2 separate regions of the Mus musculus genome follow, and region 1 is linked to region 2. A link is a contact called in public promoter capture Hi-C data. All regions are on one chromosome and are shown on one strand. The core of a region is the stretch at or near the end of the contact, and the rest is flanking DNA. Distances in the headings are between cores, read along the strand shown.

What was found. Capture Hi-C pulls out chosen DNA fragments and counts their contacts.
Region 1: a promoter capture Hi-C map of liver shows a contact between it and region 2. The contact joins the promoter of Gng7 here to the promoter of Apc2 in region 2. A contact is called at or near these places in 3 of 39 promoter capture datasets (liver and macrophages) and 1 of 9 other capture datasets (liver).

Annotation. Positions count from the first base shown.
Region 1 is chr10:81,012,890-81,016,608 of GRCm38.p6, reverse strand. Gng7 (guanine nucleotide binding protein (G protein), gamma 7) reads left to right here and starts at 1,684. Exons shown (of 4, transcript NM_010319.3): 1 at 1,684-1,753.
Region 2 is chr10:80,299,416-80,302,941 of GRCm38.p6, reverse strand. Apc2 (APC regulator of WNT signaling pathway 2) reads right to left here and starts at 1,900. Exons shown (of 15, transcript NM_001372241.1): 1 at 1,627-1,900; 2 at 964-1,122; 3 at 715-805; 4 at 448-628. The coding sequence starts at 1,719.

The DNA of each region.
Region 1 (3,719 bases), core at 435-2,934, 710 kb before region 2:
ACTTTTCCTGTTGAGCTACAAACCTCTTAGTGTTTGTATTTATTTATTTATTCATTTATTTATTTATTCATTTATTTATTTATTTATTTAAATTTTATGTGCACGGGTGTTTTGCCTGTGTGCATGTCTGTGTGAAGGTGTCAGATCCCCTGAAACTGGAGACAGTTGTGAGCTGCCATGTGAGTGCTAGGAATTGAACCCAGGTCCTCTGGAAGAACAGCTAGTGCTCTTAACCACTGAGCCGACTCTCCAGCATTAGTTAGTTTTTGAAACAGGGTCTCATGTTGCCTACAATGGCTTCAAACTCACCCATGTAGCCCAAACTGAACTCAAACTTGGGGCAGTCCTCCTGCCTCATCTTCTCAAGTGCTGGAAGATAGCCCAACTCTGCATCTACCAGGTGAACCACAAACAGTAGTAGGGTCTGGGGACAGCCTGGATGGGATGTGCCAGGGAAGAACACTGAAGAAAGGTTCTGGGCTTTCTCTGAATATAAAGTGCAGTGTTTGTGTGTGTTTGTGTGTGTGAGCACACGTGCATGTGTGTGCCTGTCTGTGCATGTCTGTGGTGGGGGCATTCATATGTGTGTGCATGTATGTGTGTGGATGTGTGTGTGGATGATAGCCAGGTTCCTTCAGGAATGACAAGAGTCCAGGGAGCCGAGCCAGTAGATTGTCTGTCACAGAATGTCAGTCCACACCAGAATCCTGAGGTCACCCACCCAGGGGCTGCACTGGTCTTTCCCTGGGATGGCTGTTACCTGCAGGGATGTTCCAGATGTCTCTGAGGTCACCAAGAAAACTTGTAGAGAATGCAGACCCATGGGCTGGGGCTTCCAGCATGAGTCCCTGGTGCCACTGCCCCCACTGGAGAGTCAAAGTCATCCTCTCCTGCATGGTGAGTTCAAGGCCAGCCTGGGCGGTTTACTGTGACCCTGTCTTAAAATATATATATATGGCTGAAGTTATAACCCAAGCCAAGTACTGCAAAAGCCAAAAAAAAACCCAAGTAACAGAGAGAATAGAAAAAACCGGAGATGAACATCAGAATACAGAAATGATAAACAAGCAAATAAAAAATCAGTATTTCCTCACTATCCTGGGTCTCTGCTCGGGATTCAAACTCGTTCCTTGAAAACCACAAGGGAGCTTCCTGTCCCTGGCTCCCATGGGGTTTTTTGACTGGACCTTGCTGTTCTGTTAGATCTGGGCTGAGATGGGGAGTTTGATCGGTGTTTTCTTACTGCTAAAATGATGCTCAGCGGAAGATGAATATTATCACAATATGGGATACAAATGTATGCAAACGTCATAATGAAACTCATTATACCATACAATAAATACACACCAATAAAATAAACTCGAAAATCCAAACAAAACAAAGCCTGACTTAGTACATGCCTAACGTTAAGCAGCTTCTCCTCAGAGAGGCCCCTTTGATTGCACCATTGATTGCCAATCTTTAGACGCATAACCCCGCCCTCCAGCTAGTGAATGGCCCGTGGAGACGCCATTCCTGGGTTTGGCCCGCCCACTCGAGCCCGAAGCCCCGCCCTGCCCCCAAGGCTAAGCCTACCAGACTGTCGGCCCTAGGCTCCTCCTCTGGACCAACCTCCGCCACCTTGGCTTCTGATTGGTCCGAATGCTACAGAGGCTCCGCCCTCATCGCGGGAGACCCCGCCCCATGGAAGAGCCCTCTCTAGGCCCCGCGGTGCGTTCGGCTGTGCGGCTGCTGAGACACTGGCTGGAGGCAGGTGAGCTCCGCATGCTGAAGAGACTCGGGGTGTATCGGGGAGGAGTGGGCTGCCTCAGAGAGGACGGGGGCAGCCCAGAGAAGTGGGGTGAAGTCAGACAAGAGTGGGGTGCAGTCAGAGAGAGTTGGGGTGCAGTCAAAGAGGAGTGGGGTGCAATCAGGGAGGAATGGGTGGCAATCAGTTATGGAGGAGTGGGGTGCAGTCAATTAGGGAGGAGTGGGGTACAGTCATACAAGACTGAGTTTGGTGCAGTCAGATACGTATTGGGTAAGGTGACAGGAGTGTGGTGTAGTCAGGGGAGTGGCGTACAGTCAGGAGAAGTGGGGTACAATAAGGGAGGAGTGAAGTGAAGTCAGACAACAGTGGGATACAGACAGAGAAGAATGGAGTTCAGTCATGGAGAAGAGGGGTGCAGTCAGGGAGGAGTGGGGTGCAGTCAAGGAGGAGTGGGGCACTACCTGTTTGCTGTTTGGTTGCACACAGTACCAACACCTTGGAGACAAAGACATAGAGCAGGGGGAAGGTACCTGTGTGTCCCTCTCAGGGACTCAGGGTACATAGGCTTAGATCTTGGGGTGCACAAGGCTCCAGTGTTGACTGACTGTTTCAGAAACTTCCTGTGGGAGTGTTAGGGGCAATAGTGTTAAGGTGTGTGGGCAGCTCTCCACTGCGGGGGTGGGATGGGGTGGGGGTAGGGGCGAGGTGGGAGAGAGGGTGACGGTGGCTGGCTGGGGGACCTCTTGTTATAGCACTGAAACTGTTGCCAGGTGTCAGGGAACCAGGCACCAAGTTCACCGGTTTGCAGCTGCAGACAGGTCTAGTGCTCTCAGTGGCTTTGGGACTCTGCTTTGATCTGTTAGCTGCTGTCCCTCAGTCCTCAGTCCCCCCTACCTCCTCATGAGGGCAGGGCAGCTAGCCCTGGGTAGGCTCCCTGCAGTATCTGCCAGGGAAGATATGTGTTAAGGCCATTCTGGTGCAAGCTGTCACAGAAAGACTATGAGGAACCCCCCTTGACTCCCACCATCCTGGGGTGCAAATGAGAATCTCTACCCCGGTGGTGGCAGGCGTGCTCTCCCAGTCCTTAGGAAACTGAGGCAGAAAAATGGAAAATTTGAGGCTAGCTTAGGCTACATAGTGAGTTCCAGGACAGCCACGACTGCAGAGTGAGACACTGTCTCAAAAACACCACAGTCAGCTTGCAGTTTAGTGTAAGATTGTCTCTGAACTTGGGTGACTCTGCTGTGCAGGGAACACTGGGTAACATCTAGGGACATGTGTAACTTTCTCAAATCAGGGAGGAGGTCCTGGCATGCAGTGTGGAGCCTAAGACTGCACAGTGCCTTGCAGGGCCCATAGTGTCCCACAGACAATGAACAGGCCCAGTGTCCACAGCCCAGAGGTGTGAAAAACTGCCTGAGATCTATGCAGCCAGGTTGGAAGGATGTGGACTGGGATAGAGCCCGGGGTGGAGAACCTGCCTAGAATCCCCCAGTGAGGCACTAGGGTTGGAAGCCATGTCCATCCTCCTGCCTCAGGCTCTACAGTGCTGGGATTACAAGGTATTTGTTAGGATGCTTAGTTCTTCCAGGTGGCTCGTTCTGTTCTGTTTTTAAGACAAGGTCTCCTGTAGCCCAGGCTACCTCCAACTCTCTCCTGATCCTCCAGTCTCTGTCTTGAGTGGCAGGACAGGTATGGGTCACCACACTTGGCCCTGTGAAGGTTGCTCATACTCCGATTTCTATTGCTTTGCTTTTCTTCCTTCCTTCCTTCCTTCCTTCCTTCCTTCCTTCCTTTCTCTCTTTCTTCCTTTCCTTCATTCCTCCTCCTCTCTTCTTCCTCCTTTGAAGACGGGGTCTCATTGTGTAGCCTAGGCTGGCCTGGAACTCCCCCTGCCTCTGCTTCCTGAGTGAGCTTAATGGAGTGACTTTCACACTCAGTTCTGTGTGACTTTGAAATTGTGAGTGAT
Region 2 (3,526 bases), core at 651-3,150:
AGCGGACTTAAACTGTTTGTCAAGTGACCTCGTGCAACCCAGAGGGGCCGAGCTGGGTTGCCCCCTTTGGTGCTGCCCCCTCCACTGGCCCTGGGCCCAGAATTTTTGGGCTTCTGTCCTTCTATCAACAAAGGCCTCCTTGAGGATCTCTGGCGTCAGGCCTGTTTCTGAGCCCTGACTTTGGATACGGCTCTGTCCCTAGGGACGCCTGTATGTCTCGGCCCCGGAGATGGGGGTGGAGGCTCTTCTCTCCCAGGAGCCTTTCCCCTTGCCAGGAATGTCCTCATATCCTCTGTCCACCAGTTGGGGTCAGCCAGACAGGGATAGAGTGGAGATGAGTGAAAGAGCCTGGAGGTGGGTGTGGCTGGTTGGGGGCGGGGTCATTGCCAGCGACCCAATCCGAGGGCAGAGGTCCCTGGGGGCAGGTCCTTTCCCACGCCCTCTCACCTCTCCTGGTCCAGTTCTTCCAGCAGGCGGATGGTGGCCCGGCTCAGCTCTCCAAAGCTGTCCTTGGATGGTCCAGAGCCGTGCACTGGGCTTCCCTCTGGAGTCCGGGCGGCAGGCTCCGGGCCCAGGGCTGGAGCATGAAACTTGAGGTTGTACAGGCTACTGATGTCAGTCTGAAGAGCTGGAGGGAGGGAGGCACTGGTGAAGGTCAGTGACCTGCTCTTGCTATATCCCTGCTGGCCATGGGCCGTTCTGGAAGTCACTCACCTTTCAGTTGCTCTAACACTTCTGTCTGCCCGGAAGACACGAGCACTCTCGCCTCCTGCTCCAGCTTGCCCTGGAGGTGTTTCAGGACCTCCTGCGGGCATGGTAGGGAATAGGTCTGTGAGCATCAGGGCTGCCTGGACACACAGACATCTGTCACCCTGGCAGTCCACATGCCTTGAGGACCCCTCCCAAGACATCGGTGCTTTCGTGTCTGTCTTTCTGACCCATGCCCTCCATGCAGGCTCTCACCTTCATTCCAGAAGTCTCTGTCTCAAGCTTGGAGAGATGGCTAGAGTTATCCCTCAGCTCCTGCCTTAAGTGAGTGTTCTCGGCCTTCAGGGCCTCCACCTGGCGCACCAGCTGCTCATATGAGGCCATGGAGCTGGTCATTTTCAACTCCTGCAGTGCCTGGGGGTAAGGGGTCACAACAGTGGGTGCTGGTCATCGGCTCCCTCTCAGAAAGTCCTGGAGCAGAGCCCAGCCCTCCCACCCATCCTGGGTGTGCCCTCGAGGCAGGAATAGTGTCAACCAGTCACCTGGGAACCAGCATTTGAGAGAGACATAGAAACAGGAGGAATTGAACCTGGGAGGCTATTTGATGTGTATAAGGCTAACTGATGGGTGGACAGACAGAAAGACTCTATGATACCTGTACTGACAGCCAGAGAGACACACAGACATCTGTCACCCTGGCAGTCTAAGTCAGCAGGGCCACCTGGAGGCCACCAGGCTCACAGACTGACACAGGAGAAGCTGACTGCAGACAGACAGACAGACAGACAGACAGGAGGGCAGACACACTGGGAAGGAGGGGTCACTAGATAGCCCAGAACACCCTGAAGGCCGAGCAGCCTTGGCTAAGAGAGTGATGGGCAAGAGGAAGGGAGGGCGATGCAGAAGACCCCGACTCACCACAATCCTCCCAGGTGTTTGTGTCCTGGGCCGGGACCCCCTGTGGCCCCACATCCCTCCACTCACGCAAGGGTCCCCAGTGGCTCTGTTCATGGCTCAGCAACCTCCAGCCTGGATACCATGCCTCCCTCAGCTCCGTCACAGCCCCATTCTTTGTGCTTCTGTCTGTCTTTTCTTTCTCTCTCTGTCCGGCCTCCTCCCTCTGTCCAGTTGGCCAGCACCTTCTCCCCCAGCTTGGCTCTCCCTCCAAGGCTATCCTGAGACCTCCACGACTGATCCTCCTTCCGTCTTTGTTCCCTTCCGTCTATGGAAGCCCCCTCCCTCCGCCTTTGTCTGAGGTCCACCAATAGCATCCTCTCGTCCTGAGGCACGGTGGAGTGCGTAACACCATCTCATCCTCTCGGCTGCTCCCTCCTCAGGAGCTTCCTCTCCTTGCCAGCCTTGAGGCTTCATCCCAAACCAACCACACCCCCTCCCCTGCTTAGGTGACACCTGCTCCCCCCACCCCCAACACACATAACCTAATGCTCTTTTTTTCCCTTCTTCTCTGGAAAGCCCCGCCTACCCTGATGTCACCCAGGACATGGGTAGAGGGAAGCAGTGAGTGTCTAGGGTCTCAGCCCCTCATCATTCCATCCCCTCAGAGGACCTGCTGTGGACCTAGCCATGCCTTCTGCTCTCTTCCTAAAACAGCTGTTCCCCCAAAAGGGAAACTGAGGTCCAGGGCTGAGGGGTGGGAAAGAAGAGGGGGAGGAGGAAAGACAGACATAATCAAAATCCAGACCCTGGGATGCTCAGAAGTCCAGGCAGTTAGGCAGGCATGGTGGCGCTCACCCATTGTTTCAGCACTCAGAAGGTGGTGGTAGGAAGATCAAGAATTCAAGCCTAGCTTAGGCTACATATTGGGTTCATGACTAGCCTGGGCTACATATGGCTCTGTCTCAAAAGACCAAAAATTAATACAAACAAAGCAGTCCCCTCTCCACGCCTTCTGCATCCACCTGAAGGGTGAGGAAAATCCTGGCCGGTCCAAGGGCTGACAGAAGGTCCCAAGGGAGACCTACTCATGCTTGTCTTTGGGTAGGATGTTAATCCTACCCAAACCAAATTCGGGGTATCCCAGCTAGGAACAAGGCTCATATCTAATCTAAGCCCTGGTTGGAGCTGAAGTCACCCATGCCCTGCCCAGCCAAAAGAAACAGATGAGGCTCGGCAGGTACGGACATCCATCCCCACATGCCAACCTGTGCCGACGTTCTCAGTCCACATTTGATGCCCTTCTTTAATGTACCCTGTTGTTCGGAATCCACAGGGCTACCAGCCCTCTAGGCTGGGTGCATTCGCATTCGATTCTGCACCCCTCTCACCAGGCCACTCCTCCATCCTCTCCTTGCCTGCTATATACTGAAGTCACACTCCCCTCCAAAAGACGCCATCCTTGCACTATGGCTCCTGATGCCCTCGGGATAAGCCTTGACCCCCACAGGCACACTGGAATTCGCTGGGGACAGAGATGCACTCACTTGTCCTTAGGTTTGCACACGAGGCCACCTTTGACTCCGGTAGCCCCACAACCTACATCGTCCTACAGAAAGAGCCGCCTCCATCCCCAGCCCCAAGCTTCCATCAAGAAGCCACCTCGGCAGATGACAGGAAAACAGCAATAAAGGAATGTGGGTTTACGGAGCGATTCAGAGGAGGGAGGCACAACACCCAGAGGTGTGCATCTCTGACTTCCTGTCATCCCGTTCCCTCTACAGAGTAGAGAGGAAAAGACTCAGACCAGAGCACACAGCAATTCCCCTGGGGCGCACAGCATCCTTCTCTCTTCCATTCCTTATGCACCATCTCCCAAGAATCCGGTGTGGGAACCGTGAATGTGTGTGTGTGTGTGTGTGTG